Regions from separate parts of the Mus musculus genome. Here region 1 is linked to region 2. The links are chromatin contacts, called in public HiChIP or PLAC-seq maps. All regions are on one chromosome and are shown on one strand. The core of a region is the stretch at or near the end of the contact, and the rest is flanking DNA. Distances in the headings are between cores, read along the strand shown.

Region 1 (6,099 bases), core at 2,206-4,705, 460 kb after region 2:
ACACTCTAAAAGCCACTGGGGTCCAGACAAGATTTTCTCTGAGCCACAAGATCTAGCAGAGTCCCGTTCAATCCAGCAGGCTTCTACTATGCTCTCGAGAGCTAACTCCTTTCCCAGAACAGTCTCCCAACTGAAGGTGCTCAGGGCGTACAAATTCTAATCAAAGCAGAAGGAAACAGCAGGCGCTCTTATCTGAAGGTCTATTTATGTTGCCCATGAACAGAGGCAACTCTCCAGCAGCCCAGAGAGCAGCTGGCAGATGAGTGAGCTCACCTGGGTATATTCAAAAGCCTGTGTAGACGGGCCTGTGTAGACGGGACCACTGGTGTACTTTACCTAGTTTTTACAATCCTGTCCCTTGTATGGGTTTTGCTGAGGGTCTGCATAGGAGACTACATCACTCAGATTCATACTCCCATCACAGCCTACAAAGATCTGGTGATTATCCACCAAATGGATGCTGGTCCAGCCATGCTGGAACACTCCACCCATCCCACTTACTAGGGTTGCCTAGAGATGCAGCACCTAGCACGGAACCCATCCACATACAGTCAGCATCCTGCCCAGGACACTGGCCTCTCAGTCCCCTTCCTAGCTTTCCCAGGTCTCCTTATTCACCTCTCTGGACTCTGGGACTTGAAAGTAGAAGCAGGGATTCAAGTCTTGAAGTGAGCTTCTTTGAGGCTCACAGTTGCCAAGATCTAACCATGATTGGCACACTGGTCTCTACGCTCTTGCTCTTGCCCCTAAAATCTTCCTAGATACCTGCCTTGATTCCTTAGCCAAATAACATTGCCCCAAATACTCAACCAGGAACTGGGGTGATACCTACAAAATATCAAACGGATAAATAGTAGAGGTTTGTTTTGGAATCAGTCTCAAATCATTAGGTGTGTGATCTCCATTAGATGTTCTGTCAAGAAAGGAATCACAGTCACGTTCCTATGGAGTTAACAGCAGCATCAAATATATCAATGCAAGCAAGAGACCTGGCTGCACTGCCATGTAGAATCTACTCATGAAGGAGGGACTATGGTGTCAGGCAAGGCAGCATTCATCTGTAATCCCAGCACTTGGGAGGCTGACACAAAAGGACCTTGACTTTAGGCTACACAGCAAGTTTCTGGCTAGCCTGGGTTACATGGGCCCACCCCATCTTAAAACAAATCACACACCCACACGATAAATCACACACCACACACTACAATAATACTACTAATAATAAATAATTTAAAATAAAACTTAAAAAAAACACGCATGGCATTTTCAATGTTAATAATTAAAATGTAAATAACATTACATCAACCTCAGTGACAAGTATTTAAAACCCAAGATGTCACATTACCCCTGTTTCTGAAGGATGAAGGACTACATCTGCTGATGACTTCCTACTAGCAGAATCCCAAGGCTGTCCAGACTATCACCAAGGGAAGAAGAGACAGAAACTATGTAGGTGTGTGTGTGTGTGTGTGTGTGTGTGTGTGTGTGTGTGTGTGTGTGTGTTCATCCCACTGTATTGACAAAGAAACTCTGAAGCGAGGTGGAGGCCAGGTGGCCTAAGAAACTTCTGAAAAACATGAGAAGAGCTCAGACAGACAACTGGCAGTAGTCATGCCTCCATGCTTCACAGGTAGCATTTAGGAGACTGTCAGTCCTGGCCCTGAACCACCTTGTTTTCCTGGGGTACAATCCAAGCCAGTTGCTGGTCTGCAGCTACTCATTTCCTGGCTGTGAACCTCGGCATCTATGTTTCCAGGCAACCTCCAGTCCTCTGCCCGAGCTGTGCTGTACTGTGCTGGGCTGGGCTGGGCTGGGCTGGGCTATACTGGACTGGGCTGTGTTGTGCTGTGCTGGGCTGGGCTGTGCTGGGCTATGCTGGGCTGTGCTGTGCTGTGCTGTGCTGTGCTGTGCTGTGCTGTGCTGTGCTGTGCTGTGCTGTGCTGTGCTGGGCTGGGCTGGGCTGTGCTGGGCTGTGCTGGGCTGGGCTGGGCTGGGCTGGGCTGGGCTGGGCTGGGCTGGGCTGTGCAGTGCTGTGCTGTGCTGTGCTGTGCTATGCTGGGCTGGGCTGGGCTGTGCTGTGCTGTGCTGTGCTGTGCTGTGCTGTGCTGTGCTGGGCTGGGCTGGGCTATGCTGGGCTGTGCTGGGCTGTGCTGTGCTGTGTGTGCTGTGCTATGCTGGGCTATGCTGTGCTGGGCTGTGCTGTGCTGGGCTGGGCTGGGCTGGGCTGGGCTGGGCTGGGCTGGGCTGGGCTGGGCTGGGCTGGGCTGGGCTGGGCTGGGCTAGGCTGTGCTGTGCTGTGCTGGGCTATGCTGGGCTGTGCTGTGCTGGGCTATGCTATGCTTGGCTGTGCTGTGCTGTGCTGTGCTGTGCTGTGCTGGGCTGGGCTGGGCTGGGCTGGGCTGGGCTGGGCTGGGCTGGGCTGGGCTGGGCTGGGCTGGGCTGGGCTGGGCTATGCTATGCTATGCTATGCTATGCTATGCTATGCTATGCTATGCTATGCTATGCTATGCTATGCTATGCTATGCTATAGTATGCTGGGCTGGGCTGGGTTGTGCTGTGTTGGGTTGGGTTGGGCTGTGCTGTGCTGTGCTTGGCTGGGTTCCTGCATTAACCCTGAGTGTCACGGACCTGCTGTTTTCTGGCCCTAGGAACCCACCCACCTCCCAGCTTCCTTCTCATCCAGCTGGCAATTTTGATGGAGTTGAGAAGCTTGGTCCCTAAGATCCTCTCTACCTTGTCTGTAGCATCGCCCTTTCCTGGGGAGACTCCTATTTATCACCGGCTGAACAGAGTGCCACTGGCTGACCCTTTGACCCCACGTGGATTACAAATGATCATGCTCACTGCACTGATTAGTCAGCCTGGGAAAATGCTACCCATGCAGTTATTGTGAGAACCAGAGCTTCCAAAGGCCATACACGGCTTTCTGCTTGTTCATATTCGTATATGCACTTTATAGTCGGAGGGTCCACATGCATGTGCATTTACAGTGTGCCCCAGCCTCATGGCTTAGCATGGAAGTGTTGTTGGGCAAAGTAATTCATTGCCAAACTAATGAGATTGATCCCTGTTCTGTCCTGATTAGCTGTAGACCAGGGTTAAGAACCTCCATAGACCAGTTTCTCCCTTAGTAACACCAACGTGAGAAGGTAAATGTCCTTCTCACAGACACAGGGCAGCAGGCACGAAAAATTAATTTGTCCACCTGTGGCTACGTCCACAGAGAAGGGCTGTTGCAGAACTCTGACTTTGGCCTGTCCCTGACAGCCTGCCCCCAGAGGCTTGGACAGCCCCCCCCTGCCCCCCCCCCGCATCTACCTTCCACCCGTTGGTGACAGTGTCAGGCTACAACCATCTTCAAACACAGGAAGAGCACAGGCCCTACAGGAAGCAGTGTGGCCACAGGTGGGTGAGGACATCCAACAGTCTGACTCAAGCGAGGGCACCCAGGCACAAACATTCTCATACCACAAGGCAGACACAATTGAGTCACTGCCCAACAGTGGTCGGCTGGCAGGTCCTGTGAGCACGCCAACATCGAGAGAGTGTCGGGGTGAAGAAAAGAATACCCTTGGGGCCCCCCACGAGTGACGCAGAAGAGCCACCTGGCAGCTGGACAGTCTCAGGAGCTTTCGATTATCAGACGCAGTAGCAACCTAAGCGTCACCCAAGCGTCGGGACACCGTGAGGGCCAGCCACACCCTGTCTGCCGTTGGCCGGAAGTGAGGCCTCTCAGCACCCGGGACAAAAGCAGAGGAAGGTCTTGGAGAACTCAAAAGCATGCCCCAGTGTCAGAGGAGACTGTCCCGCAACAAAGTAAGAAAGCCACCCACACAATCATCAGAGGCCTTTCAAGTTGGTACATACGTAAGCATATTTATCTGGAAATTTATCAGTGCCCTTCAGTGGGCTCTCCAGAGCAGTAGTAGCTCTCAGCCTTCCTAACACCGTGGCCTCTTCTTTTCTTTTCTCTTCTCTTCTCTTCTCTTCTCTTCTCTTCTCTTCTCTTCTCTTCTCTTCTTTCCTTTCCTTTCCTTTGCTTTTTTTATTTGAAATTTTCTTTATTTACATTTCAAATGTTATCCCCTTTCCTAGTTTCCTCTCTAAAAATCTCCTATCCCCTCTCCCCTCCCCCTGCTCACCAATCCACCCACTCCCACTTCCTTAACCTGGCATTCCCCTATACTGGGGCACAGAACCTTCACAGGACCAAGGGCCTCTCCTCCCATTGATGACTGACTAGGCTATCCTCTGCTACATATGCAGCTAGGGCCATGAGTCCCACCACCATGTGTTTTCTTTGGTTGGTGGTTTAGTCCCAGGGAGCTCTGGGGGTACTGGTTGGTTCATATTGTTGTTCCTCCTATGGGGCTGCAGACCCCTTCAGCTCCTTGGGTACTTTCTCTATCACCTTCATTGGGGACCCTGTGTTCTGTCCAACTGTGGCCCTCAAATACAGTTCCTCATGCTACCCAACCATAGAATTATTTTCTTGCTATTTCCTAATTGTAATTTTGCTACAGTTATGAACCATAGTGGAAATCTCTGTGTTTGCCTATGGTCTTAGGTGACCCCTGTGAAAGGGTCGCTCAACACCTCAAGGGGTCCCGACCCACAGGTTGAGAATCACTGTTTTGGAGTCTCTCTCTCTACCCGTCCACACCCAGCCCACAACACACAAATAGTTAATAGCCAGTATTTTTGGAGGACCTGTTATCTATCAGAAGCCCTCAAAAAATAGATCCAGTAGGGCTGGGGGCTGGCTGTGTGAAGACCTCTGGGATGGGACAGAAGGACAATGAAAAGATAACACCATGGGCCAGGTTCAGTTATTTCCTAGTTTGCCCAACCAGACTGCTTCTGTTGTCATTATGTCCTGGAGACAGATACTTCCATCTTTGGGTCGGCCCTCTGGAGGACAGCACCCCCCCACACACCTCTCCCCACCCCTTACCCCCCCCACCCCTCCATCCCTCCACCCCACCCCTTACCCCCCCCCACCCCTCCATCCCTCCACCCCACCCCTTACCCCCCCCACCCCTCCATCCCTCCACCCCACCCCTAACATGCCAGCCCCATACACTAGTCTTCCAGAGATCAGGGACAGAACAAGCCAATCTGTCTCACTCTGTGCAAACACTTGACCCTGGGAGTGACCTAAGGATGACAAAAAAAAAGAGAGACAGACAGACAGACAGGCAGGCAGACAGACAGACAGAAGAGGGCCTAGTTTGTTCTGGCAGTGGGTCAGCTGGAGGTAAGGTACTCATCGATCGGTGACCTAACCCAGTGGCCATTTATGGGTTTTTCAAAGACCTGTGTGGGCTCACCTGTCTCAGGAAGGGCTGGCTAAAAGTCAGGTCACCCTTTCTAAAAGAGGCAGAGGATACTGAAAGCCTCCTCTGGGCTGCATTTATAAACCATGATTCAGCAGGAGATTATATTCACTGCTCCCTCCCCCCCCCCCCCCCCGCCAAAAAAAAATGCTTCCCCAACCCATCACACAGGAGACGGTTTCAGTTTTCATCTTCAACAGGGTTTTCTGCTCTCCTGCCTTCCCCCTCTCCACTCCCTCCCCCCCTTCCCCTGCCCTCCCCCCAATTCTCCTTCTGGAGAAATGACCTAATGAGCTCTCAGCAGATGAGAAGAAAGGGCCCCTTGGGGGGGTGGGGGGTGGGCAGAAGCTGGGCTGGGCTGCCCTGGCCTGGGGAGGCCCCCACATTTCTTATCAAAGGGCATGCACAAATTGCCTGCAGCTGTGCGCTTTAACCAGCAGCATCCTTCCCCTGAGGCCATTATCTCCCCTCTAATCAGCTCAACCACTGCCCAGCATCTTCTCTCCCTCGGTGCTGAGGTCCAGCTGCAGCTGGCAGGCATGGGATGAGCCTGCCCGTCCAGCCAAAGATGGCCACTCCTCTCAGCACCTCTCTTGACCCCCATCGTCTGTAGGAGCTCTTCTCAGATCTTAAATCTGTTACCAGATGGGAGCCACTTAGCTCAACCCCTAGCCTCTAGGTCCTCAAAGTCCCTTGGGTGGGAGGAGCCAGGGAAGAAAGCAGCAGCCCTCATGAGGACAGGCATGGGGGACAGGACTTCTGC
Region 2 (6,087 bases), core at 2,653-5,152:
GTGTGTGTGTATGTGTGTGTATGCGCGCGTGTGTGTGTATGTGTGTGTGTATGCGTGTGTGTATGTATGTGTGTGTGTATGCGTGTGTGTATGTATGTGTGTGTGTGTATGTGTGTGTATGTGTGTGTATTAATATAGAGTCCACAAGTGAGAAGAGCACTGATCCTCCACCTGTGGGTCACGCCCCCTTCACAGGGGTTGCTTAAGACCATCAGAAAACACAGATATTTACACTACAATTCATGAAAGTAGCAAAAATTACATTTATGAAGTAGCAACAAAAATAATTTTATGATTAGGGATTACCACAACAAGAGGGACTGTACTCAAAGGGCCACAGCATTAGGAAGGTTGAGGAACAGAGGTTAGCAAGGAAAGAACTTCCATTCAGTAGCTCAGGTTGGAAGTTTGAGTTCCGACGACAGTTTCGAGTTTTCAATTGCTCCTTTCCAGAGAACGAGTTTTGCTGTGATCGTGACCAAAGTATAGGGTTGACTGTCTTCGCTGCTCTTGGGTGACAGTTGAGCTGTGTCCATCAGTTGCTTTGCTCTGTGCAGCTAGCACCGCTGTGTGTGTGTGAACAGCAGCTCCTGCCTCGCCAGAAGCCCATCAAATCAAGAAAAGACTCAGCGATGCCAGCATCGGGGACATGGAAACACTGACGTGGCACTTTGCAGCACCGGGGCGGCTCGCATGTAAAAAGCAAAGGAGCAGAAAGCAAGCTTACCAAGGGGCAGAGTCAACTGAGGTCCTCGGGTCCTGCTGCTAGGAAGGTGCAATGCGGGAGGGGCTTGAGCGTGGGTGTGGTGCGTGCTGTGGGGCTGTCCACCTTAAAACCGGGACCGTGGCCGTGGTTCAGTGAGCAACGTACTTGTAGTGCAAGCATGGGGAGGTGAGCCGAGCCCTCAGCAGCCACATAAGAATGCCCATATGTATGGTAGGAGCACCTGACATCTCAGTACTGGGATCTGTAGCCAGGAAGATCACTAGCATAGAGTGGCCAGCCGGTCTAAGTAAGTCACAAGAACCAGGTTCTATAAGAAACCCTGTCTGAGAAAATAAGACAGAGAATACTAGAAGGTACTTGATACAGACCTCAGCCTACACACACACACACACACACACACACACACACACACACACACACACACACATCACATATCATACACACACACACACATATATATACATACACAAACTCACACTCATACACACTCACTCAAAGTCACACACACACACACTCACACAAACTCAAACACAGACACACATACTCACTCTCACACAAACACACACTCACATAGTAACTCTCTCATAAACACGTGCATGCACACTCACAGAGACGCTCACACACACTCACACGCACAAACACAACAAACACACACTCACACACGTATACTCACTCTCTCACACACACTCACACACAGGTGCAAGCGCGCTCACACAGACTCACACACACAATCACGTGCACTGTGCTGTCTGGTTTTATGTCAACTTGACACAAGCTAATGGGGATGTCAATTGAGAAAATGCTCCCACCAAATTAGCTTCTGGACAAGCCCGTGATATATTTTCTAGATTAGTGATTGATGGTGCAGGGCCCAGTCCGCGGCCTCTGCTTCAGTTCCTGCCTCCAGGTTCCTGCCCTGCCCTCCCTCCATGATGCACTGTGATATGGAACTGTTAGCAAAAGCAAATCCTTCCTTCCCAAGTTGCCTATAGTGAAGTTGTTTTATCATAGCAATAGGAACATGCATACACACAAAAACAGAAACACACAGGCACATACACAGATACACACACATACATGAATACTCTCGTATACATATTTAATAATAGAATTAAACATTTCAACTTTGTACTTTGTAACTTCGCTGCATAAATTGTCCATCCACACTTTGTGTATGCAATATCTGCATACAAAAAATTAAAATATAGTATTTCTTAGCCTTGAGATGAAAGGATGGACCATGTAGAGACCGCCATATCCAGGGATCCACCCCATAATCAGCATCCAAACGCTGACACCATTGCATACACTAGCAAGATTTTATCGAAAGGACCCAGATGTAGCTGTCTCTTGTGAGACTATGCCGGGGCCTAGCAAACACAGAAGTGGATGCTCACAGTCAGCTAATGGATGGATCACAGGACTCCCAATGGAGGAGCTAGAGAATGTACCCAAGGAGCTAAAGGGATCTGCAACCCTATAGGTGGAACAACATTATGAACTAACCAGTACTCCGGAACTCTTGACTCTAGCTGCATATGTATCAAAAGATGGCCTAGTCGGCCATCACTGGAAAGAGAGGCCCATTGGACACGCAGACTTTATATGCCCCAGTACAGGGGAACGCCAGGGCCAAAAAGGGGGAGTGGGTGGGTAGGGGAGTGGGGGTGGGTGGGTATGGGGGACTTTTGGTATAGCATTGGAAATGTAAATGAGCTAAATACCTAATAAAAAATGGAAAAAAAATATAGTATTTCTTAGCCTTAAATAGAAACCAAAAGAGAAGCTTTGCTATCAAGGAATGGGACTCTGCCAGGCTAAGCCATAAATAAAGGTGCTTGGTTCTTTTTGTTACAATAAATGTACAGTGCCATCTTGTGGCCAATTCAAACAGTGCAATTGGACATTTTAAGTTGCTGAAGCTGATCAACAAAAGATGTAGGAAGGGTGATTTCACTGTGAACTACTGGACTAGTACTCAGGGGACTACTATGTGGCCAGGAACATCATGGATGTGTAGGATGTGCATTCCATGATGTGTGGCACCTTCATAGGGCTCTTCAGATCAACACATCTAACCCCCGGGTCGGAGAGGGGCGAGTCACAGGGGACTGGTTGCTCCAGCACCATATGCGGTTCCAGAGAGGGCCCGGGCAGGATTTTCTGCGGCACGTGAAAGAGTGGCAACGGAACCAACTGGTGGCTTTGGGAAAAACAGCCTCAAAAGGCAACACGTGCTATGACCCCAAACACTTTCCCCATAACTTGCCACCAACAGCTCCCCTAAATGCACAAGGGACACCTGGATTTCTGCAAACAGCGAGGAAGGCATCCAGGTCACTTAGCTTTTACGGGGCACAGTATTACTCCCTTCTGTGTTGGACTCTCGGGGAGCGAAGTCTAAAGTACGAACTGGATTCTGAGCTCATGTGGAGAGGGCCATCTCCCCTGTCTAATTTTTTAAAAAAGGATTTATTTTTATTAGTTTTTAAGTGCATGTGTGTATGCATGCATATGTGTGTGTTGTGCATATGTATGTATATGCATGTGTCTGTGTGTGTTTAGGTATGAGTACCTGAGTGCAGATGTCCACAGAAGCCAGAAACATCAAGTTCTCCAGAGTGGGAGTTACTGGCAGTTGTGAGCTACATGATATAGGTTGTCAGACTTTAATTTTGTCCTCTGTAACCACTAACCCATATCTCTAGCCTTGCTTTCTAACCTTTTGTCAGAACGGCCTGAAACCTTCTCTGAAGCAGCTTCCGCAACTTGCCAGCCTGTAGCCACTCTGACTCCAAATAGTCTTTTTCTCTCTACATCTGGGAAAAAGAAGGAACCCCACAGAGTGTTCTACATGAAGTTTGGGCTGAAAAGGATAGACCAGTATGCAATTACAATCAACCAGAGACCCTGCTGCTAAATGCTATGTTTGCCCTTTAGGCCAAGCAACAATTTCCGTTGCTGCCAAATTAATACAAACCACAAAAGAAGTCGTTCAGGGTTTCTGCTCACACTTCCTGTATCAGGATAGCTAAGACCCTAACTCAGTGCCCCTTTCTGCCAGTGGATTAATGGTTCAGGAAACACTCTCTTCTTGCTGAGTTTTCTCCCAATGCAACACTCACTTGCTATGATGTCATCACCCCATGCTTCTCCATGCAGAGGGAGAATACCCCAGGGTATAGCTGCCTGACCAGGGCTTGACAGACCAGCCCCTGCGTGGTCTCACAAGAAGTGCACTGGAAGTGTACAAATGTTCCGTTTTCTGCTGGGTCTCATCTTAGTGAGGATGCTGGGAATCAAGAGAGTCAGACCTACTGCTTTATCTGTCCCCCACACTACAGAAGCAAAGTCGATAGTTGGTCTGCACTTGTGCCATGGAGAACATAACACAGTCAAGGGGTTCGGGCTGTGCTACAGCGGGTACCTCATTTATTTGTCCTAGAAATGATCCTCAATCCACGGCCATTTCATTGGGTTAGGTTTCCACAGTGATCTCAATGCCTTAAGATAAGCATGGTACTGAGATGGATAGAATCCAACTGTCACTGGCTGCCTTCAGGTAACGCTGGGAAGGCCATCTCTTTCTCTTTATACCAGCAGTTCTCAACCTGGGGGGTCATGACCCCTTTCACAGGGATCCCATATTAGATATCCTGTGTATCGGGTATTTACATTATGATTCATAAACAGGTAGCAAAATTACAGTTATGAAGTAGCAACAAAAATAATTTTATGGCTGGGGCTCACCACAACATGAGGAACTGTGTTAAAGGGTCACCGCATTTAGGAAGGTTGAGGACCACAGCTCTACACAAAACAACGTTTGAAAAGAAGAGACTGTACACCTCTCCCTATTGCTATAAGAGAAGGAGCATGAAGCCAACGCAGACTAATGCACACTCAGTGTTATGATTCTCAGTGTGGGGAGGATGTGTTTATGATGCAATCAGATATTTGACGTGGATGTATGGTGTGCTTGCCCTATTCCTGTCAGTTCTGACCACTCGACATGAGACATACCCAGGCCCGTTTTCCTTGGCGAAACGATTCTGAACCCACAAGTTATCGGACCCACAAGTCTATTCTGCATCCGAGTCAAACACCGTTGGCTTTAGATTAACTCGTTTATGGTTTATTGACTTAGGTGTCACTAGAATTTGAACCAAGCATATAAAAAGGCAGCCCAGGGGGGAAAAGTATGAGACAGTCATCTAGGGCAGGTATGCAGGAGGAAGAGACGATGCTCAAACGGCACGTGCCGGATGCAGCTGATCTGGGTTCTGAGGAAAATTCAACCATGGAGGAGAATGAGTCTGATAAAGATGGTCATGTTAGGATGGGCCAGAAAAATGACAAGATCTTGTAAAAATGTACAAGATGTACAGATATACAAGGTAAATACATTGATTCTATCACATTCTTGTCTTGCATCTATTGACAATATTTCCCCTAGCCTGTACAAGTATATTGATTGATTGAGGGTTGATTTTTGAGATCAGCCAATATTTTCACTCACTAGCTATGTAGTAAAGGGTGTGGCTTCCCTCCTCTCCATCTCTTCCATGTCCCTATTCTGGACAGCTGCTGAGGTTGATGGCTTTCCCACTCTGCTGTTCTCAAAAGCTAATAAAATTACTTTCTGAAACTATTTCTTAATTATTTTTTCCCACCGAGAATTTGTGAAAGCCAAGAGTCACTTTAGGGAGAGCAGGAAACGGAAAACTATGCTGGCCTGGGAAATAGCAACGTTTAAGCTGTGCATATGGGTGCTGACATGTTCACCTATGACAACTGCCGTGTTTGCACAGGCTGTGCTTGAGGCTTTAAATATTCTTATGTGCAGAAACCGCAAGTTTTCAGATCCTTCTGTTCTACTTTCCCTTTTACATTTGCCATCAGCATGGCTGAAGGCACCTGGTGACAACCATGCCCCAGCCGGCACGCTAAGCACAGTTGCAATTTCCTTAGCCAAGCATGGCGTTGAGATCTCCCGGTGGGCCTGAAACATGTACACTTAGGTCTTTCATTTTTATTGATCCTAAAGTCATATATATAAGTCATATATATATTCAGTGTTGTGGAAAACATAATTGAGATCTAGGCTTATGGTTTCGGGGAATTTCAGTCCGCTGTGGTAGAGAAGGCATGGCAGCCGGAATTGCTTGGTCCATGCTGGCAGGGGCACAGAGAGGTGGGGTGCACCGTGAGGGCTGAGCGGCAAGTGCCAAGTGAACTGGGTGGGAAGGGAAGCAAGGCTGGGTTATCACTTCCAAGGCCAGGAGTCACCTCTGAACAGCTCCACGACCTATTAGACTGCACCAAGAGCTGACACACATAAGGAAAATGAATATATTTCT

Evidence for each region. HiChIP or PLAC-seq counts read pairs in DNA pulled down with a chosen protein or histone mark.
Region 1: a contact with region 2 is called in an H3K27ac HiChIP or PLAC-seq map of large pre-B cells, with 4 times the contacts expected there. The contact joins two enhancer-like sites. A contact is called at or near these places in 7 of 39 promoter capture datasets (cranial neural crest, embryonic stem cells, frontonasal cranial neural crest and 3 more) and 1 of 115 datasets of contacts at active chromatin or transcription factors (large pre-B cells).

Annotation. Positions count from the first base shown.
Region 1 is chr8:25,064,691-25,070,789 of GRCm38.p6, forward strand. All of the region lies in intron 3 of Plekha2 (pleckstrin homology domain-containing, family A (phosphoinositide binding specific) member 2), which reads right to left. Among named protein-coding and RNA genes, the nearest start is that of Htra4, 29 kb to the left of the region's middle. Within about 2 kb of position 3,456, at least 187 of the 459 cell types and tissues checked have an H3K27ac peak or open chromatin away from gene starts, as enhancers often do.
Region 2 is chr8:24,602,934-24,609,020 of GRCm38.p6, forward strand. All of the region lies in intron 19 of Adam18 (a disintegrin and metallopeptidase domain 18), which reads right to left. Among named protein-coding and RNA genes, the nearest start is that of Ido1, 9.0 kb to the left of the region's middle. Within about 2 kb of position 3,903, at least 4 of the 459 cell types and tissues checked have an H3K27ac peak or open chromatin away from gene starts, as enhancers often do.